Linked DNA regions of Mus musculus: regions 1, 2, 3, 4, 6 and 7 are each linked to region 5. A link is a contact called in public Hi-C, HiCAR-type, HiChIP or PLAC-seq and promoter capture Hi-C data. All regions are on one chromosome and are shown on one strand. Each heading gives the region's core, a stretch centred on a gene start, on an enhancer-like site or on the middle of the called end of the contact. The rest is flanking DNA. Distances are from core to core; before and after follow the strand shown. Region 1 holds the start of Bmpr2 (bone morphogenetic protein receptor, type II (serine/threonine kinase)). Region 2 holds the start of Wdr12 (WD repeat domain 12). Region 3 holds the start of Nop58 (NOP58 ribonucleoprotein). Region 4 overlaps Gm973 (predicted gene 973). Region 5 holds the start of Tmem237 (transmembrane protein 237). Region 6 holds the start of Clk1 (CDC-like kinase 1). Region 7 holds the start of Orc2 (origin recognition complex, subunit 2).

Region 1 (2,775 bases), core at 6-2,505, 640 kb before region 5:
TAGCATTTCCTTTCACACGTTAGGAAAATGTCAAAGAACTTTCAGGAGTCAAATCTCCTCGAAGTCTGATGTGAGGTCAAAATTGTCTCAATGACAGGAAAACCAACAGACGCCAGATGACTAATAGAAAAGTTATCAAAAACACTTCTGTGCCCAACAGTAATTCCAAAGGGATACAAAGTTAAGAATATCCAGGATAAAGAGACAGAGAATAGTTAAGATTCTTGGGAGCAAAACAATATTAATGATGACATCAACTGTGTTAGTATACACTGTTATCAAGATTCTCACACAGTGACTTCCTCAACGTTTACTCTATTCATCAGGTAACATTTTTTTTCAGGTAACATTTTTAAATAACGAAAAGTAATGTGGATTCCCAAAGAGTGATCTAAATGTAAAAATAAGGTTCAATCAAGTGTGTGTCTAGTTGTTCTTTTTATTGTAAACCAAATCTGCTTCTTTCCATCAAAGTAAAAAAACCACCTTTATCTCCAAAAATCTAATAGACAGTTCACTAGTGATTAAAATATTATTTTTAATCCTTGCATTACCTCACAGCTAAAAATGTCAAGATACCACACCCAATATGTCTTTTTCCCCCCGTGGGGGAGGGGTCAGGGAATACGGGAGTAGGGACGGGAAACAACACGCAAACACCGAAGGTGATTTCCCTGGCTGGCTCCTCCACCCGGATCCGAGAGCACACGTTGCGAGGGGAGAGCACAGGGCTCGGCCTCTGCAGGCTCTCTCCCTCGCCACCCACTGGAGTAGGAGCTGGGACATACCACCTAGGGCTACTCACCAGCCGTAGTGCTGACCAGCAGGACGGCCCATAGCAGCCAGGGCACCCGAAAGGGCCGATGCAGCGAGGAAGTCATCCCTGGGCCAGCAAAGAAGCAGGAGGGCAAAGAAAAGAAATCTGGAAAGTAAATTCGGGCGGAGAAATCCGGCTAGGAGGCTGCTCTTCGTCTGATTTATCCTGCCCGGATTACAATGCAGTTTGAAAGGACAAATGGCAGATGCGAGGACCTAGCTAGTAGAGCTCTCATTCCACTGCAGAATTTCCCTTCATTTCGCTCCCTCGTGGCTGGGGGGCTTCATTCGCCTAGGACGGGGTGTCTCGGCTCCCCAAATTGAAGGCATGTCCATGGGGAAGACGCAGGGAGCCCAGAAGAAACCCCTGCAATTATTTCCCTCGTAGTTTCACGATATCAAAAAAATACCCAGATCTGGGAGAAAACATATCCAGAGTGCCGGGGGGGGGGGGGGGGGGAGGGCGGGGACTCGATGGGAGCACTGAGGATCAGAACAAGTTCCCGACCGCCGGGAAGGGCGAAGCGGGGCAGGCAGCGGCGCCCGGCCGCCGGAGTAGCATCGCTCCGTACTCCGAGGACAGTGGGGTTCCTTTTAAAGTTTCGCTTCGTTGCTTCCTTCACTCGGATTTCGACATCAACAAATCCTTCCCACCGACTGGGTCGAAAAAGGTGCCTGCTTCCATGGGCGAGTCCACAGCTTCCTCGGAACAATCGCGCGAGGGTCGCTCAGGCCGGGCCTCGGGGCGCGGGGGAGGGGAGGGTCGCGGCGACGCGGCGAGCCCGGGCGAGCGACACGCGGGGAGGTGCGGGGCTGGCCCTTCGAGGGCGCTCCGCCCGCGGCCTCGCTCTCGGCTACTCCAGCCCCTCGCTCTTGCCTGAAGTAAATTCCACCATGAAAACCGGGTCTCCTCCCGTCGATGGCTTGCGGGAGCGAATCACAGCCCCTCTGGAGAAAGCCGCCGCCGCCGCCGCCGCCTCGTTCTCCGCAGCTCTGGGCTCCGGGCGGAGCTCGGGCGTCGCGGGCCGAGGGCGGGGGGCGGCGGGAAGACGGACGTAGGTGGCCGAGGAAGGGGGTGGGCAGCTGAGCTTGCGAAACACCCCGAGCCCCTCCGGGAAGCACCTCCAGCGGTTCCAAGCAGACCAGACACAAAGGGGGGAGTCGCCGCAGCTGCCAGTCTGAGGCGCTCCCGGTCACCGGAGTCGCCCCGCCCCCGCCGCCGCCTCCTCTCAGTCTCCGGCTCTCCAGCCGACCCCTGTCTGTCTCGGGCCTGTGGTGCAGCGCGGGCGGCGGCGGCGGCGGCGGCGGCGGCGCCACTGAGCCGCACTGCGCCTGCGCGCCCGCGGCCCCGCCCGGCCCCGCCCCTCACTCCCAGGCTTGCTGGAGAGTGAGGCCCTCGCGCGGCGTCTCTCGCCTGGGCGCCCAGTGCAGGGAAGGGTTGTCGTGGGCTGCGGGTGGGCAGCCTAGGTCCCTTTCCTCACACAGGCGAACGCTCCGCACGTGGACGCCGTGCGATCTGTTCAAGCGTGTAAGGGAGGGCGGCCACAATCTTTTGTTTAACGTAGGTTAAAGGCTACCCGGGAAGGTGGGCGAGAAGCCTCGAAGGCACGCCGTCGTTGTTGGTGGCGGCGGGCGCATCCTCCTCGGTTTCCCTGAGAATCCCGACCGAGCCGCCTTTCCCAGGAGCCGAGACCCGGGCCTCGTCGGGTCCCCCTCCCGTCGCGGCCCAAACAAAAGCCTCCTGCCTCAGTCATGAAGACCGCGAAGCTGACGTGTGTGCGCTAGTCTGGGTCGGGCTTTCCTCGAACAGCCATCCCCGGGGCCCTCTTGGATGACAAGGCTGCTGAGCAATTGCGAGCACGCGAGACCGGAGAGAAAACTTAAGATCGCACACGCCGGCCTGCTGTGCGTGCGCGTCTCCTGCTCCGCCCGCACCTCTCCTGGGGAGGGTTTTATTCA
Region 2 (2,700 bases), core at 113-2,612, 980 kb before region 5:
ATTCTGTAAAATGAATAAACTGAGAACAGTCATGCTTTTTGGGTCGTTGTCCACTTAACAAATGATTGTTTTCGCCTCCAACTGACTAGATAACTTCTAGTTTTCTACGGATTTAAATTTAATTAGGCGACATATAGAAAACCTCTCACCATATTCACTGGTTCACTCATACCGCTAAGCCAACACATTTTGCAATCCAGTTCTGCCTGACTCTAAATTGCTGTCTCAGAGTAGTGTGTCCCTGTACCCCACCCTACCCCCGGAGGTTTTCAGACGAATGCCTTAAAAAAGTGACTTTGGGATCTTAAGAGTAATAGCCCCCATCTATTCTCCACTCAGGAAAATAACTAGAGTAATAATCGAGACCATTGAGACCGAGACAAGCCTTTGAGTGACATCAAGATTAAAAAAATAATTAATAATTAATAATAATAATAATAATAAAAGAAGCCCGAAAGCAGGGGAGAAGGTGCAGAGGACACTTTTCTAAACGTCAGACTCGGAAAGGAGGGGAGAGGCCCCTCTCGGGCGGGCGCTCCGGCCCAGGACTCGGATGCTCCGTGGCGGTGGTGCGTTCTCGGGCTCCGCACCCTCTGCGGGACAGACACCTCGCCTCCCCCTGCGGCAGCCTGCCTTCTCCCGGCCGCGGGGCCCCTCCCGGGCCCACGGCGAAGGAGCCGCCGTGGAGGCGGACGAGGGCGCAGGGACAGCGCACAGCGGCGTCCGGCGACGGCCGGGGGCGGGGGCCGGCGGTTGCTCCCAGCCCGGGAGGGTCAGGAGGTGACGGGAGGAGGCGGCAGGGGGACGAAGGGAGGTTGGGAGGGAGCGTCCGGTCGCTGGGCACAGACAGCTCTGCCAGGCCTCCGGCTCCCCCAACCCTGCCGCCGCAGCGAGCCCCACAACGCGAGAGGGGAGTCCGCCGTAAGCAGAAGGGAGAAAATTCAAAACGAGACTACTCAACCTCGTCTTGGCTCCGAGGCCGCGCCGTGGAGACCAGCACAATGCGCAGGCGCACCCCTCCTGGAGGCGCAGCGCAGGTCCATCAGATTAGACCCTTCTCAGCCACCGTCGCCCAGTTCCCTTCCGACTCGTTCTCCTTTCCCGAGTTTCCGCTCTGAAGCCAGAGGTAAGAACACATGGTCTCGGCCGAATTTGGCTGTTGGAACAGTGCACACAAGACGAACAGATGGGACCTTTGTCACTCAGAATAAAGAAGCAGGAAGTGTAATATCTGCCCGGAGAAAGGAGTATTAAAAGCAGATATGAGACCCTAAATGCGGTGTGGCAAAATAAATAAAGCCTACAACTCCCAGTGTTCAGAGGGTCTGAAACGCGCTCCCTTCTGGGGTTTGTAGTATCTGAGCGCTGAGTCTAAAGGGTCTGGGTCTAAAGACACGCTTAAAATTTGGCTCAAGCTAGTTATTTTCTTTATTTTCCTAATAGATTACGAATCTAGATAGATAAGAAACAAAAGTCTTAAGGGGACTGGATGCTTTTAGGACTACGCTTGACTAATCGATGTTTCCTAAATCTCGGAATAGGTACTTGATGTGTGCGGGCTGGGCGCTGGTGGAAATCGAACCTCGTGGTATGTTCTGTAGGAACCTGAGGGAGCTAACTGAAGCCTAGCTCCTGCTGCGCTTGCGGCGCAGTCTACCTTAGAGCTGCTTGATTATCAACGCACACATTTTCGTGGAGAAGTCTCGTGTGTATATTCAGCCATGGCACAACTCCAGGCACGTTTCTACAGCGAGAACAAGAAGTAAGTAAGGGTTCCAGCTTCTGTCCCTGTCTTCCAGGAGCCGATCTCGTTTGAAGACTCCTTCGATTTGATCCTTGCTGTTTTGACTGGGGATATACATTAAAGAAGAAACGGACAAGGTTTTAGTAAATCAAAGTTGAAAGAACTTTAATAATTATAATGGCTACAATTAAAAGAATTTATTGCAAATAAGATAAGCTGACTGATAGAAAAAAATAAAAAAGACTTCATTCGCCTTCCCCTTCACGTGCCCCGCACTTCTGCCCTGTCTCATTTGGAAGCGGTGTTCACGTCTTCTTAAATCTCCGTTTTCTACCCACTTTCATGAGCTTTTCATAATTTGACGTGTGTGGAGGACCAGGGCTTCACGTTTGCTTTCTGCATGCTGCACACATCATGTCAGTAATTTGAGAGTTGAACAGGCTTGTCCGTTAACGGTGTCTCGTGGTTTCTGAAAGCACAACTTCATCCCCCCCCCCCCCCCAAACAGACTAGAAACTGGCTATGGAGTTTGTAGAGCTGTTTTTTTAATTAGAATGAAGCCAATTCAGTGTCCGATTTGATTAGGTGTATTTTGTGTGAGTGTGTCCAACTTAGGTTTCTCTTGTTGTGATAAAACACTGACAAAAAGCAATTTGGGGAGGAAAGGGTTACAGTCATCTCAGAGGAGGCCAAGATAGGAGGAACTCCTGGCAGGAACTGAAGCAGAAACCAGAGGTGAGGGGTGGGGGTGGGGGCAAGCTGCATTTGCTCTCCCAATGGCTAGCTAGCTAAGTTTGCTTTTAAAATACAGGGTGGCTCTACTCAGTGGGCTGGTTCCTCCTACATCAGTTATTAGTCCAGAAAATGTTCCCGCAGACTTGCCTGCAGACAACCACTATAAGGGAATTTCCTCATTTCAGAGGACCTTGGCTTCTCTCTAGTTGATAAAACAAGGA
Region 3 (2,700 bases), core at 90-2,589, 570 kb before region 5:
GTTTCTGGGCTGAAGAATGTACAGCCCAGTCAGCCTTGCCATGATAATAAGCACCTCAGCATTTGTCCTGAGACCTAACAACATTCATGTTGTCTACATTAAAGCACAGTATACCTTCCTCCTCCTCCTGTTATCATCACATAGTAAAATAATCTTTAAAGAAAACAAACTATAGCTGGGCGGTGGTGGCCCACGCCTTTAATCCCAGCACTTGGGAGGCTGAGGCAGGCGGATTTCTGGGTTCGAGGCCAGCCTGGTCTAAAGAGTGAGTTCCAGGACAGCCAGAACTACACAGAGAACAACTGTCTTGGAAAAACAAAGCCACTCACTACTCAAAACCTTCCAATCATGCCTGGAAGGACCCTGATCTTGGACCCCAGCTTTAATCTAGTTAAATATAAATGAAATGTTAGGGGCCAGCCAAGCCTACATAGGGAAAGCCTGCCTCAAAAGTAAATAGAGTCTGGCGGTGATGATGCACACCTTTAATCCCAGTACTCAGGACGCAGAGGTAGGTGGATCTCTGAGTTCAAGGCTAGCCAGGTCTACAGAGGGAATTCCTGGAAAGCCTGAGCAGCACAGTGAAACCCTATCTGGAAAAGCCCAAAATAAATATCTGAGGCTGGAGCGATAACTCGGCGGTTAAGAGCACTGACTGCTCCTCCAGAAGTCCTAGTTCAAATCCCAGCAACCACATGGTGGCTCACAACCATCTGTAATGGGATCTGTAGCCCTCTTCTGGTGTGTCTGTTGACAGCTATAGGGTACTCATATACATAAATTAGATAAACATTAAACCGATCTTGGATTGGAGGTGTAACTAGGTGACAGGGCGCTGATCTAACATGTACAAAGCCTCAGGTGATTAAATGAACGCTTTATTGTCACTTGTAAAAAAGGGTCCTGCCCATTTTTTAAACTGAGTAAAGCAGAGGTCGCCCTAAATTCGGAGAAGCCACGTGTTCACCTGAACCAGCGGGCTCTTGATTTTTCACATCTTTTCGGAGCCCGGGGACTTGAAGACACTAAAATGTGTTCCGTTGTTCGTCTCTCCTTAAATCTTACCCAGCTCTCTGTCCCACATAAGCCTCTTAGCTCAACAACTCCATCTCACCTACCTTAAAGATGGCGTAGCCAACGGACGTTTCAAACAGGACCAACATGATGAGACCAGGTCAGGGCGGCGCTACGCGGCTAGCCGCGAGCCCTTACGCCACTGCAAATGACTACCTTTCAGTCGCTGAAGACCCGCTAGGCCTTGGACGCGGGGGAGCGCAAACGCCGTCGCCTCCCCGCGGACGAACAGACCACGTTGCTCAGCCGCTCCACACCTCTCCTCGTGGAGCAGCAAATATGCGAGTCTCCTTCTCTAAGAATTCTGGGAAGTAACGTCACTTCTGGTCGCTCAATGCCGCAGAGCGTGAGATCATTTCCGGGTTTTTCCCGCCCACAGTAGAATCCGGAAAGAGACGGCCTTAAAATATCGCGAGACTTTTTTTTTTTTTTTTTTTTTAAGTTTTGGACTGTGGCTGGAAGCTGTCAGTTTATTAGGTCATGTAAAGAAGAAAAAGTTCTGTGTACATTATATTTTGTATTATATATAATATATAAATTACATGTGTATAATTTACAGCACACAAAACGATTTACAACACATTATGCTATGCCCCGCCCCGCCATGTAAAGGACATTTTATTTTAAAACAACACAGAACACTTTTTCTTGATGAGGACGTGCACTCGGGTCCCATCAGTGAGTTCCACGGGATCTGACCTGGAACCGGAGTTGTAGGCAATTGTAAGCCGTCACGTTGGTGCTGGGAACCCAACCAGGTCCTCTGCAAGGGAAGCAAACTTTTATAACCAGCAACATTTCCTGGTGGTTCTTCTCTGGTCAAACAGGTTTTTAGCAAAGATTTCTTTTATAGCTATAAATATAGATATTTTCGGAGGCGGGAAGGGTTGTGTTTAAAATGATTCCAAGGTATGAATTTATGTATGTCTCAATGTAATTTCTTTTATGGAAACTTTCAGCCTCAGTGGCTGGATTTACTTTAAAACAAAGTCTTATGTATCTTAGACTAGCCTCAAACTCAGTAGGAAGTAGAGAATGACCTTGCTCAAAAACAATTTGTTTGTTTGAGACAAGGTCTCCATGTAGCCTTGTAACTATCTCTTGTAACTAGGTAGACCAGAGAAGTTTGAGTCATAGAGGTCCTCCCACCCCCACCTCCACAGTAGTGAGGTTACAGGCATATGCCACCACACCAACTTTATTGGTGCTGGGGATGGAACCAAAGGTTGGGTTCCATACATGGTAGGCAAGCACTCTACTAACTGAGCCATATCCCTAGCCTTGCTTTGGCTTTTTGAAAAAGGACCTCAGTATCTAGACCAGGTTGGCCTTGAATCATTGTCCTCCTGCCTCAGCCTTCAGAGTGCTAAGATTAGATATATCTGTGTGGCTATGTACTTTCAATGACAAGATTTAAATACCCCAGTTCTTCACAAATCTAGCTTCCAATAGCTGTAGAACGTTCCTAGTTGCCTAGTTCTAAACATTAATTTTGGATCTACAGAAAACTGTGGAAGATTAACCAACTTGACGTTCTGTAACACTTTTACAGTATGAATGAAGAGGAAAGAGTATCCTTGTTTGGACAGCAGAAAAGATGGACATATGGGGAATACAAGGGGATTC
Region 4 (2,700 bases), core at 177-2,676, 510 kb before region 5:
CTGTTCACTTAACTGTTGTTTCCTGAAATACTCATCTACATTCTTGTATGGTCAACTCTGTGTTATTAAAATCTCACCCTTCATGACATTCTTTATGAGAGGCCTTGCTCTGGGCTACCAATCTAAAATAAGCTTCCTGTTGCAATTTAAAGTGTTTCTGCATAGCATTTTGTTGCTAGGTTAAAAAGCAGAACAGTTTCTTTTTCAGTACCTCTTCATCCTAAACCCTGGAGTGTAAATACCTAATTCTGAATTCCTAGAGTCTACAATTTGCATAATGGGTCTTGGTATTGGCCATAAGTCATTTATTGGTCCTTATCGAGATCTTGCTTCTCTTTCACTGGGGAGTTAAACCCAGCACAGAATGCAAATTCTACCACTCTGCTGCACACTAGACTTGGTATTTGTTTTTATTGTTTGTTTTGATCTGGGGTTCATTTTTATCTGTAAACCAGAAGATCAAGATAAATGATCTCTAAATTTCCATCAAGCTTCAATACAAACTCCATAAACCAAGACAGAATCCTGCGCTGTTTGTAGCTGGAGAATGGCTCTGTGTGTTTTAGTCTTTCTAGCCATGGTGTAGGGATTGAGAGAACTGCTTGCTTAAAGGCAGTGGTCAGCATTGGCACTGAGCCTTCAAGCCTCAGAACAAGCCCTGACAGCAGTTGTCCCCCTGTCCAAGTACCTGATTTGCTCCTGGGCTAGTTTTGTGGCTTCTTCCAGGGCTAGCTTTGCTGCTTCCTCTTCCTGTTTCCTCCTTTCCTCAGCCTCCTGCCTAGCTTTCTCTTCTGCTGCTAGTTTCTGCTGTTGGTACTCCAACCGTTCTTCTTCAGCCATTTCCATCAGGCGTTTCTGTTCTTCTGCTAACTGCATCTCCAGTTCCTTCTGCCTTTGCTTCTCTGCCTCTGCAGAACAGAAAGAGGTGGGCTCAGCTGGGCCATCACTAGAGCAGCTGATATTTCTGGTCTACCCTTTTAACCTGCTAGACCCTCTGTGGGTTTACTAATCCAAGTCTCCTGTCAAAGCACCAATGCACATTGAAAAACCTTAGGGAAGATTTTTCCAAAGTCTGTTGAGTTCACAGGATAATGTGCTGTTGTGTAGGGAGGAGTGTTAGATCAGCATCTACAGAGTGCTTACTTAACTAGACTCTAGAGGAAACACCAGGAGTTGATCGCAGCAGCAGCATCTGCTGAACCTTCTACCCTCATCCTGAAAAGTATGTTGGAAGATTATCTGATACACATCTGAAGGTGTGTCTGAGGCTCTCCAGGTATTTGTGATTGTCTCTACCTGCAAGAGGAAGGGAGCAGGTAGAGAAGTTTGAACTAACAAGGGCAATTATTGAAGCAGGAGTCCTCTCCTGTAATTGTTTCCATGTGACTCTCCTGTTCATATTCTATCCTTTCATTTCAACCCGCTGTAGCCAGACAATTATCATTCTGGAACAAAACTTAGCTTTTACATGGAGTTCTTTGTGCACTAAGGCCTAGGGTAGGAATAAAATTGCTTGAAGTGGGTTTAAAATAATTTTTGGTCCAAGGGAAGAGACATACAAAAAGCTCAGCATTTCTCTCACCAGCCCTCTCTGCCGCTTCCTGCTGCTTTTTTCTCTGTATTTCTTGCAGTTTCCTGCGGAGCTCCTCCTGCTGCTGCCTTGCTCTCTCCCGGGCTGCCTGCAACTGGAGCCTTCGTTTTTTCTCTGCTTCCTCCTGTTGCTGCCGTTCTTCCTCCAGTCTCTGCTTTCTCAGGCTGAGAACACAGAAGGTGTCAGAGGAATGGCAGAAAAATAGCCTAACCAACTGACAATTGACTTTATAGTCTTCAGTCCTCAGGAAGCGCCCCTTCAGAGTACAGGTTTTCTACAGTCTGGATTGAAGGGCAGAGATGTTAAGAGACTAGAAGAAACCTAGAAGTTTTCCCTCAGCACTGTTGCCCAGGTTTTAAGAGCCTTAAATTCTTTGCACTTTCTTTTCTATCTTCTTTTTTTTTTTTTAAGATTTATTTATTTATTATATGTAAGTACACTGTAGCTGTCTTCAGACACCCCAAAAGAGGGCATCAGATCTCATTATAGATGGTTGTGAGCCACCATGTGGTTGCTGGGATTTGAACTCTGGACCTTCGGAAGAGCAGTCGGTGCCATTTCACCAGCCTCCTTTCTTTTCTATTCTTTAAAAAAACATTTCCTAAAGTGTGGATTGTGAAATTCTTGCCTCTTGGGGTTGTAGATATAAAGTTAGCATAAAGACAGGTGAAAGGACCAGTACAAAAGAGGAGCTTGATAGACTGGGCCAAATCTTAAAACCTTTCTCGAGTTCCCTTTAAGCATCTATCTTGAGTAACCCACATGAGCAAGACAGTATCTTATTCTTATCTCTGGTCCAGGCTGTTCCTGTGATTTGGTGTCAGGTCATGAGCCTAGCCCTGAGCTGTGCCCTGGGGAAGGTTTGCCCTGCCTTGTGTCTGGCTGATGGCCCACCGGTTCTCCTCAGTGCGTCTTTGCTGCTCCAGCTCCAGCTCCTCCTTCATCTTCTCTGCTTTCTCCAGCTGCTCCTTATGGAGCCAAGTCAGCTCCTCCTGCTCCCTTCTCCTCTGCTCCACCTTCAGCCATCTCATCTCTGCCTTCTCTATTCGAATTCTGTCCCGAGAAGCCTTCTCCTGCTGCTTCTTATCCTGGAGGGCCTAAGAGACCAG
Region 5 (2,700 bases), core at 140-2,639:
GGCTGCCATTGAAAACAGCAGTGTTTGACCCATTAGAACTGCGACTATGAAGTCCTTATTGTATAGCTATAAATAGCATCCTATACATATACAGAGCTACTCATTTGGCTCTCAGGCATTTTCCCGATGTTTCCCCATATGAGCTAATGGCAGGTATGTGACAATGTTGTCACTGAATGTGAGCATTTTATAGATTTCATATGGTGTTTTGTAAGATGTAACTCTTCTAAATAAACCAGTCTACTTAATGACAAACTGTATTTTACTTTGTAAAATATTTTCTTATTTCTGTTTATATTTTACAAAAGTGCCTAGTTGACTAACTAAGCTAAGAGCGGTTAACAAGTACACATTTATCTAATAAGGAAACCTATGACACTGTTATTTCCAAATCAGCAAAGTGGACTAGTCCTGGAGCCTGTATATGAGCTCCAAAACGAGGATGTTGATACAGTCTTGGTCTCCCTAGATCCGAAGCTCCACTGCACCCATGTCTGTTCATCTTCTTTATATCCACACTTCCCTCCATTCTACCTATTTTAAACTATAACTGTTCCCACTGAAGGAACTATCAGAACTGAACATTCAGATTATACTCCTAGGCCTACAGGGAATCTAGGAAACTGGGCAGGCCAGTGAAAGAGATCCTCGCTGTTTCAGTCATACAGATCTCCCTCCAGGCAGCACCCTGGCAGACGGGAACCAGGTGGGGGACGCCGGCCTCTCCAGGCTCCGCAAAGCCGCCTCCTCCCACAAGTCCCCGGAGGCCGGGCGTCGCGGGAAGCCGGCCTCGGGCTCCGGCGGTTGCGCCTAGGGAGGCCCGCGGGAAAGCATCATGAGGGACGACTCAGGGCCTCCGCTGGAGGAGGACCAAGCGGTGAGCGACGAGGGGCGCCTGGCCCGGAGTGTGGCGAAGTGGAGGTGTCCTAACCAGCAGTGACCACCGCCGAGCCGGGAATCTGGGGACAGCACTGCCCGAGGGGTGCGGCGGGGGCGGACCGGGGCTGTACATCAGGGCGGGCCCCGCAAAAGGCGATCAGGTCCACCCAACATCCGGGCGCCCTAGTCAGCGTTGCCATGGCGACGCCTCCGGGCGGCTCTCGGTCAGAGAGGAGGATGTTCCGGTGGGGAGTTTGAATACGAGTCTGGTCCCGCCGTGCCCACCCCCACGCAAACCACGATGACCTCCCGGGAAACTGTGGGTGAACCCCCTCCGCTCCTGGGGACGCCGGCCGACGCTGAGGTTTTCCTAGTTCGAAGGGGTCAGATTGGGTTCGGCTCCGGTAGCCCCAATACCTCCCGTGGGACGGGTGGGGACGCTCCGGGCCCAGCAGCCATGAGGCGCAGCCCGATGACGCTCTGCGCCTGCGCGCCTGGGCAGGAGGGGCGGGGCGGGCCGGACCGGGGCGGGGCGGGCGGCTGTGGTGCCCTGAGCTCTGCTGCGGTCCCTGGAGACGTGATGGGGAAGAAGCAGGTGGTTAGCGAGCCTCAGGTACTTTTGAGCTGTTGGGAATTTAGTCTCCGCCTGTTCAGCGGTTCTTCTTTTGAGGGGCTTAGAGGTGCGGTTTCTAGATGGGTGAGATGGTTCATTTTTGCGGGACTTTTGAAATACCAAGAGGACTGGGTCCCACTTTCATAGCATCTTGAGAATAGTAGTGCTTTTGTAGGACCACCATTCTATTCCAGTTGTCATTTTGACTGCTGGATTCCATTAGGACATCGTCAGTGTCCTAATTTTGTAGCATTCTCACGAATTTGTTTGAGTGAATACAACCATGGATTGCGAAATGGGACAAGCAAGAATATCTAAAATGTGAGCCTTTGGAATCAGTGCCTTCCATAAGCAGCATGAAATACCCGAGCTAATAAATCGACGTCTAGGCACTGCTCTTAGAGATCAATTCTTTTAAAGGTGTATTTGTAGCCGGACAGTGGTGGCGCACGCCTTTAATCCCAGCACTTGGAAGGCAGAGGCAGGTGGATTTCTGAGTTCAAGGCCAGCCTGGTCTATAGAGTGAGTTCCAGGACAGCCAGGGCTATACAGAGAAACCCCGTCTCAAAAAAACCAAAAAAAAAAAATGTATTTGTTTTGAGTGTTTTGCCAATATATGAACCACTTGTGTGCCTGTTGCTCACAGAAACCTGAAGAGGCTGTCCATTTCCCTGGAACTGGAATTACTGGTGCTTTGTGGGTGCTGGGAACTAAACCCAGGTCTGCTGCATGAGCAGTAACTGCTCTTAATGGCTAAGCCATCTATTTTGAAAATTTTCAGAATGCTTAACTAATGCTTCCTGAGCTTGCAAGCAGGACTTTTCTTAAGTAAGAACAGGGTAAACTACACCAGCCCCAAATACTTCCTGTTCTAAAATATGTTACCTATTTCTATTTAAAGTAACTTAAAAAAAAAGCATGTTACTCTGTGGCATAAAACCTTAGTTGGCTTCCTAGTTAATAGAACTAAATCCGTATTCCTTCTGCTAGTCTGCGAGGTCATAGTTAATCTGACGTCTGCCTTCTGTCCTGTGTCACTGGTTTCTGCCTGGCTGCTCTTTACCTGGAGCCCTTCATGCCCTGTCTTTCTTGAAAGCCTTAACATGTGCTCCTCATTCCCTGTAAATTTGGCACCTTTGTCAGGAAGGGCTCAGCTCAGATAACATCAAAGAGGCTTTCCCTAAGTAAAACATCACTCTTCATTCCTT
Region 6 (2,700 bases), core at 162-2,661, 700 kb after region 5:
ATTTGTGTGTGTGTGTGTGTAGGAATTGATTCTCTCTTTCCAGTATGTGTTTCCTGGAGATTGAACTCAGGTAGGCTTGGTGGCATTGTGTCTTTACCTGTTAAGCCAACGCCAGCACCCTCCTCTTCCCCTGTTTTTAGTTCTGGCTAGAATTTGCGATATAGACCACACTGAACTTGTACTCAGAGATAACCCTTGTCTCTGCCTCCTTAGTGCTGGGATATGCCACCATGCCCAGGTCTAGATTAACTCTTAAAGGTGAAAGCAAAGGAGTTGCAAAACTGATACCTACGCACCCCCCTTTTTCTCCTCCCCCTAATATCTACCTTTTTAGAGTTACCAGCGAAATAGGAGTTAAGCCGCCTGAGGCCACACTAACTGGGTTCCTGAGTGGGAGGCCGGAGCTGTATGGAAGGAAATGGCGAGAGAAATAATGGAGGCCAAGACACATTTCTGTTCAAGGCCCCCAAGTTTACTAAGAGTCTGTGCTTAAGCCTGGCGTGGGGCGCACGCCTTTAATCCCAGCACTCGGGAAGCAGAGGCAGGCGGATTTCTGAGTTTGAGGCCAGCCTGGTCTACAAAGTGAGTTCCAGGACAGCCAGAGCTACACAGAGAAACCCTGTCTCAAAACCATAACCCCCCGCCCCCCAAGCCATTCTTGATGCCTGTTGCCAGCCTGTAGGTGATCTGCTGGATGAAGTCTCTGGAATATCTAAAGGGCCTCTCAGCAGGTAGCAGTGGCAGGTGACGGAACAATAGAGCCATCTAAGTTGGAAGGTTCCACCCCAGGTAGTCTCATTCTCAGTGGCAACAAGGTCAAAGCCAGCCTACTCAAGGCTGGGGGAAGCTACTATGGGGGGGGGGGGGGCATCCTCAAAGTCTTCAAGACTACTTACTAATCTGTCTATTTACACTATTCCGCTCCTGTTCCACCATTTCTAACTTTTTGTTTTGTTTGGTTTGGTTTGGTTTTCGAGACAGGGTTTCTCTGTATATATAGCCCTGGCTGTCCTGGAACTCACTTTGTAGACCAGGCTGGCCTCGAACTCAGAAATCCGCCTGTCTCTGCCTCCCAAGTGCTGGGATTAAAGGCGTGTGCCACCATGCTCATTTCTAACATTTTTGGCGTCAGTGCATGTCATACCCAACCACTAAAAACTAGTTTAAGACAGGTCAACATAACTGTAGTCACTGAGTTACTAACCAGAGATACTTTGTTGGTGTAGTTTAAAAGGTTGCAGTCAGGAGGGAAGAGAAAAAGGAGAGAGGGAGAGCGAGCGTGGATTATACTATTACTGTAACCTGTAGTGTCTAAGTATCCTCAAGAAGCCACAGCAAGGACAGTCAGGACCAAGTCCTTCCATCCCTCGCCCATTTGGGCAGCGGGCCCGCGCCTGCGCACTCAGGACCGGTATAGGCCCCGCCCATCTACGTCACCAGTTTTTCCGAGAAGAAGCTCGCACTGCGTCTGTCCGCACCATTTTGTGTTGGGAGATCGTCGTAATCGTTTGCAGACTTCTCGCCGTCGCCTTGTAAGCTTTGTCTTCGCCTTGCAAGCTTTGTCTTCAGGGTTGGAAAGGTAAGACGCGGTGTCTGTCAGGGCCTTTCCTTGTATCTTCCCGCCGCCTCCAAGGACCCCGCTGCGGCTCTTCACGGCGGAGCCACGCGAAGGGGCTCTGTGCCCCGGCTGCGGAGCTCTGGCCGCTGGCTTCTGCGTAGGCGGGGACGATGCCCGCAGGCTCCGCGTCCCGAGGAGGGCCGGCCGACTGCAAGAGCCCGAGCTGCCGCGGCGGGACCTAAGATGGCGGTAGGGGGAAGGCCGCGCTCGTCCTTCGCCATGGCGGCGCCAGGGCGCGGCCTTCGCTTGGACTCGGTCGGTCCTGGTTTTGCTCTCGGCGGTGGCACGGCGCAGGTTTTGGTGCTGTTTTTCTTTATATTTGAAGCGAAAGGTCTTGGTAACCAGGCCGGCCCCACACGCTGCGGTCGCTGATCTTGTTAGAGATGGGCGCTGCGGGGACAGCGTCACAGCAGGCTGTCACCTCAGTTCTGTGTAGTTTCCGCCTTCGACGAAGAAAAGAATTTCAGAGGCGGTCGATAGATAGCGAAGTCGAGCATAATGAAAACGAGGCACACCGGGACAGCGCTTGTGAGAGCGAGGAACAAGTGATTTTTAAGAAGGTTTAGGATTTACTTAGGTTTTGTAACATTAAAACTCAAGACGGCCGGGCTGTACTGCCTGTCGCTCGCCTTTTAATCCCCTTTGAGCCTGTCTCAAAAAAAAAAAAGTTATAGAAAATTTCCTTTGTAAACAAAGTTGTAACGGGGGAGTTGTTTACCTTTAGGAAACAGGAGGGGAACACCCTAAGATTGTACGTCACTTCCGCTCTGAACAGCTTTATTTTCAACATCATGGCCTGTCCTGTACAGTTAAGTAGAGTGGCTTTATTGGTGGAGCCCGAATTTTGTTGACTCGGCATAAAAGGCGCGCCTGTTACCTTCTCAGGCTTTCCTCCCATATTTTCATAATTTTCCCAGTCTCCCTCTGCTAGCAGTAAGAGTGTCAGCGGGGACCGTGGGCATTTACTTGACGGTGAATTGGGAATTGAGGTCATCTGCTGAGCAGCTTTTTTTTTTTTTTTTTTTTTTTTTTAATAGCTGTAAACAAACACTTCATAACATCCAAACTGGTATTTTACCAAA
Region 7 (2,700 bases), core at 57-2,556, 610 kb after region 5:
AAACAAACAAAAACGTTATGATCAGGGGTTACCACAACATGAGGAAGTGTTAAAGGGTCCAGCATTAGAAGATTGAGAACCACTGTTCTAAACAGCTCCCAAAAAGTCTGACTCCATTTCTTCCTTCCCACTATTATATTCCACAGATAATCTTTCAATACAAATGTGGCCAGTCCCTTAAGTACCAACTTGTAATTCATAATATCTGACACTTTGACACTTTATTCATCTATTTTCATTTTGCTTTTCTTCCTAGAAAATTCAAATCAATTCAGGCCTTAGTTTTCATATCTCTTCCTTTAAGGAAAGTGTTCCTGATTCCTTCTGGTCTTATAATTATATAATCCTGTGCCCTGCTGTTAGGAACATAACTTAAAAATCATTCTCTGTAACTTGGAAACCATTTTGTATGACTTGAAATAACGCAATGCATGTGCAATAGAAGTTTGCCACCAGGTAGCTCTGATGAGACCTAGAAGCAAACCACCGGCAGGTCACCTGGAAGCCCAGTTACCAGCCTAGCCCCGGACGGTCCTTGATATGGTTAAAAACAAAAACCTAACCACAAGGTGGTGTTAAGATAGTGAACCAAACCCAAGTTGTGAGCTTGATTTTCAGAGCTCAATGAAATGATACAAAGGTTGGAACTTTGGGATTTGTGCTCTCTAGGCATCACATTTATAGCCAGTGTGTTTATATCCATTGGCAAGAATGAGTAAGTATTCAGCTGCCTTATTCTAGCACTTTCCCCAAGACTGTATGTTCAGTTTCTTCTCGTTCAATTACCCAGAAGCTCAGTTATTCAGAGGTGCCTCTACTTGAGTATTGTATTCTTACTGTTGGTTCTAAGTATGATAAGTTCGGAATAAGCGAATCCAAATGACGTAGTCCTGTTAGTAAACAAATATTTTCATGTATCCCAGCCAGATTCACTCGTTTTCCTTCTCATTTCCTCTGTATAAGCCCCCTTTTCGTGTCTTTATTTCATTAGTTGTATGGTCCTATTTTCTTGTTCATGCTCTGGCTCCGCCCTCCCTCAAACCCTTGAGATCCCTTTGCATCATATGCGAGCAGGTATTCGCTGTTCCTCAAGCGAATCCATCTTCATTATCTTTTTTTTTTTTTTTTTTTTTTCCTCAGAGCAGCTAGACTAACAATATTAAGATTGACATAAAACACCAACCAACCGTACAACCGGGGACGCTGCCCTTAACTTCCAGACAGCTAGCACACACTTGTCTCTCCAGAGATCCGGCGTGCTCCGCGCACGGTCCCTTCCCCCGGAAACGGAAACTGAAGAGATGAGGAAAGCCCGGGAACCCACTATTGGTTGGGGGATCTGTTTTCCGACTGAGCGAGGGCCTATGGCCCGAGTCAACGGGCTTGCGGCGCCGTCGCTCTGGGCGGCTCGGCTCCCCATTGGTTTCTTAGGGCACCGCCCACCGGCGGCCGGGGATTCAGTGTGCTGCGCGCAGCTCCCTTGCCCTGCTGGGCGCGCAGGTTCGGCTTGGACCGGTCGACTCTTTCCCTAGACGCTGGCCTCCCCGGGCCGTTCTGGGGTGTTCCGCGGCGGCGGGAGTCCTGGCTGGCGGCTCAAGTGAGCCTCGCGGCCGTTCTCCCTCCCGCCGGCTCGGACTCGAGAGGTGAGTCCCAGTGCGCCCTGCTGCAGCCGCGGCTCACTGCGCGCTTCCCCCGACACCCGTGGCCTTGCCGCTCGCCCACCATGGCGGGAGATGACGAGGCCGCCGGGCGCAGGCTGGAGGATGCTGGGGAGCAGCCCCCCTGGGTGAGAGGCGCTGTCTGCGAAAGCCAAGGCTGTCCTGTGGCGAGAAGTCTCCTGCACGGACCGTGCCTGCTTTCCGGCTAACCCGGCCCTTTATTTGAGAAGAGAATGAAAAGGAACTGTAACAAAAATGGCAGTGTTCTGCCAGAGGAGAAGGAACTCGGAGGGATGTAGCTCAAGGGATCGCGGGATGGAACGACTGCTGAAGTCTGTTCTGTTGTCCCGGCCGGGTGTCCCTAAAGGTCTCCTTGGGGCAGTGCTTGGTTTGAAAAATGTGTTTACTCCCAGAGGAAAGTGCATGGCTGCCAACACTTGGTGCTGCCTTGTAGTTAGTTGACTGTGAAGAGAATTGACCCTTTAGCCCTACAGATAATCACTATCCGTTATAGATGCTCCCTGTGGATATCTGCATTTCATTGGTTGATTATGGGCATGTGCATTCATGTGGATGTTGGTGCATATGTGCCGGTAGTGTGTGTTAATTTTAGATGTCTTTTTGGATCGTTCTTAACTGAGGCGGGGTCTTACTCTAACCGGGTCCTTGTTGGTTAACCAGCTTGCCTCGGGGAACCCCATTCTCCTCCTCCCCAGTTCTGAGTGCTCCTCAACTTTTAAATGACTACAAGGATCTCAGTTCCCATTCTGACGCTTGCAGGACACGTGCTTTTAGCCACTGAGCTGTCTAGTCAGCCTCCCAGATTGCAGTTTTCTTGTGTATCTGTTAGGTAGTGTTTTTCTGAGGAATTGCAGAAAAGAAGGGGACATTCTCTTAGGAGGTCTTGGTAGGAATTTCAGTTGAGGTGATTTTGTTTGTATTACATAAAATATCTTAAAAATCGGAGATGTTGTATAAATGCATTTGAGGCTGAACAGGCATACCCTGCCTTTTTGACATTTGGATACCTTGTTGCTGTCAT

The links. Promoter capture Hi-C pulls out the DNA fragments that hold promoters and counts their contacts. Hi-C and Micro-C count contacts between places; a contact is called where the count stands out from the background. HiCAR-type assays count read pairs that join an accessible place to other places. HiChIP or PLAC-seq counts read pairs in DNA pulled down with a chosen protein or histone mark. Capture Hi-C pulls out chosen DNA fragments and counts their contacts.
Region 1: a contact with region 5 is called in a Hi-C map of CD8 T cells, with 5 times the contacts expected there. The contact joins the promoter of Bmpr2 here to the promoter of Tmem237 in region 5. A contact is called at or near these places in 1 of 39 promoter capture datasets (liver) and 2 of 484 Hi-C or Micro-C datasets (CD8 T cells and uterus).
Region 2: a contact with region 5 is called in a promoter capture Hi-C map of liver, with 4 times the contacts expected there. The contact joins the promoter of Wdr12 here to the promoter of Tmem237 in region 5. A contact is called at or near these places in 1 of 39 promoter capture datasets (liver) and 1 of 484 Hi-C or Micro-C datasets (muscle stem cells).
Region 3: a promoter capture Hi-C map of liver shows a contact between it and region 5, with 4 times the contacts expected there. The contact joins the promoter of Nop58 here to the promoter of Tmem237 in region 5. A contact is called at or near these places in 4 of 39 promoter capture datasets (the 3T3-L1 cell line, frontonasal cranial neural crest, hippocampal neurons and 1 more), 1 of 484 Hi-C or Micro-C datasets (muscle stem cells), 5 of 115 datasets of contacts at active chromatin or transcription factors (embryonic stem cells, extraembryonic endoderm stem cells, forebrain and 2 more) and 3 of 9 other capture datasets (adipose tissue, liver and macrophages).
Region 4: an H3K4me3 HiChIP or PLAC-seq map of bone marrow-derived macrophages shows a contact between it and region 5, with 4 times the contacts expected there. The contact joins the enhancer-like site here to the promoter of Tmem237 in region 5. A contact is called at or near these places in 17 of 39 promoter capture datasets (the C10 cell line, the HPC-7 cell line, HPC-7-derived erythroid cells and 9 more), 1 of 15 datasets of contacts at CTCF or cohesin (large pre-B cells), 4 of 484 Hi-C or Micro-C datasets (cortical neurons, nephron progenitors, spermatogonial stem cells and 1 more), 16 of 115 datasets of contacts at active chromatin or transcription factors (the NIH/3T3 cell line, the SCID.adh cell line, astrocytes and 12 more) and 2 of 9 other capture datasets (adipose tissue and macrophages).
Region 6: a contact with region 5 is called in a promoter capture Hi-C map of pre-B cells, with 3 times the contacts expected there. The contact joins the promoter of Clk1 here to the promoter of Tmem237 in region 5. A contact is called at or near these places in 4 of 39 promoter capture datasets (the C10 cell line, hippocampal neurons, liver and 1 more), 1 of 15 datasets of contacts at CTCF or cohesin (large pre-B cells), 3 of 115 datasets of contacts at active chromatin or transcription factors (astrocytes, forebrain and pancreatic cancer cells) and 1 of 9 other capture datasets (liver).
Region 7: a contact with region 5 is called in a HiCAR-type map of astrocytes, with 4 times the contacts expected there. The contact joins the promoter of Orc2 here to the promoter of Tmem237 in region 5. A contact is called at or near these places in 2 of 39 promoter capture datasets (liver and neural stem cells), 3 of 484 Hi-C or Micro-C datasets (embryonic stem cells, muscle stem cells and regulatory T cells), 4 of 115 datasets of contacts at active chromatin or transcription factors (astrocytes, craniofacial prominence, forebrain and 1 more) and 2 of 9 other capture datasets (adipose tissue and liver).

What each region holds. Positions count from the first base shown.
Region 1 is chr1:59,762,759-59,765,533 of GRCm38.p6, reverse strand. Bmpr2 (bone morphogenetic protein receptor, type II (serine/threonine kinase)) reads right to left here and starts at 1,255. Exons shown (of 13, transcript NM_007561.4): 1 at 806-1,255. The coding sequence starts at 881.
Region 2 is chr1:60,096,569-60,099,268 of GRCm38.p6, reverse strand. It overlaps Wdr12 (WD repeat domain 12), which reads left to right and starts at 1,362. Exons shown (of 13, transcript NM_021312.5): 1 at 1,362-1,762. The coding sequence starts at 1,722. It overlaps Carf (calcium response factor), which reads right to left and starts at 1,022. Exons shown (of 16, transcript NM_139150.5): 1 at 962-1,022.
Region 3 is chr1:59,683,645-59,686,344 of GRCm38.p6, reverse strand. Nop58 (NOP58 ribonucleoprotein) reads right to left here and starts at 1,339. Exons shown (of 15, transcript NM_018868.2): 1 at 1,119-1,339. The coding sequence starts at 1,163.
Region 4 is chr1:59,632,202-59,634,901 of GRCm38.p6, reverse strand. Gm973 (predicted gene 973) reads right to left here. Exons shown (of 19, transcript NM_001357842.1): 16 at 2,486-2,688; 17 at 1,583-1,755; 18 at 689-908. Among named protein-coding and RNA genes, the nearest start is that of Gm33833, 14 kb to the right of the region's middle. Within about 2 kb of position 1,426, at least 22 of the 459 cell types and tissues checked have an H3K27ac peak or open chromatin away from gene starts, as enhancers often do. A contact at or near this core is called in bone marrow-derived macrophages, where this site is marked.
Region 5 is chr1:59,118,495-59,121,194 of GRCm38.p6, reverse strand. Tmem237 (transmembrane protein 237) reads left to right here and starts at 1,389. Exons shown (of 13, transcript NM_001037812.3): 1 at 1,389-1,492. The coding sequence starts at 1,460. Mpp4 (membrane protein, palmitoylated 4 (MAGUK p55 subfamily member 4)) reads left to right here. Exons shown (of 22, transcript NM_145143.3): 22 at 1-260.
Region 6 is chr1:58,422,799-58,425,498 of GRCm38.p6, reverse strand. It overlaps Clk1 (CDC-like kinase 1), which reads left to right and starts at 1,411. Exons shown (of 13, transcript NM_001042634.2): 1 at 1,411-1,579.
Region 7 is chr1:58,503,715-58,506,414 of GRCm38.p6, reverse strand. It overlaps Orc2 (origin recognition complex, subunit 2), which reads left to right and starts at 1,306. Exons shown (of 18, transcript NM_008765.3): 1 at 1,306-1,643. Gm15834 (a long non-coding RNA gene) reads right to left here and starts at 1,299. Exons shown (of 4, transcript XR_865442.3): 1 at 1-1,299.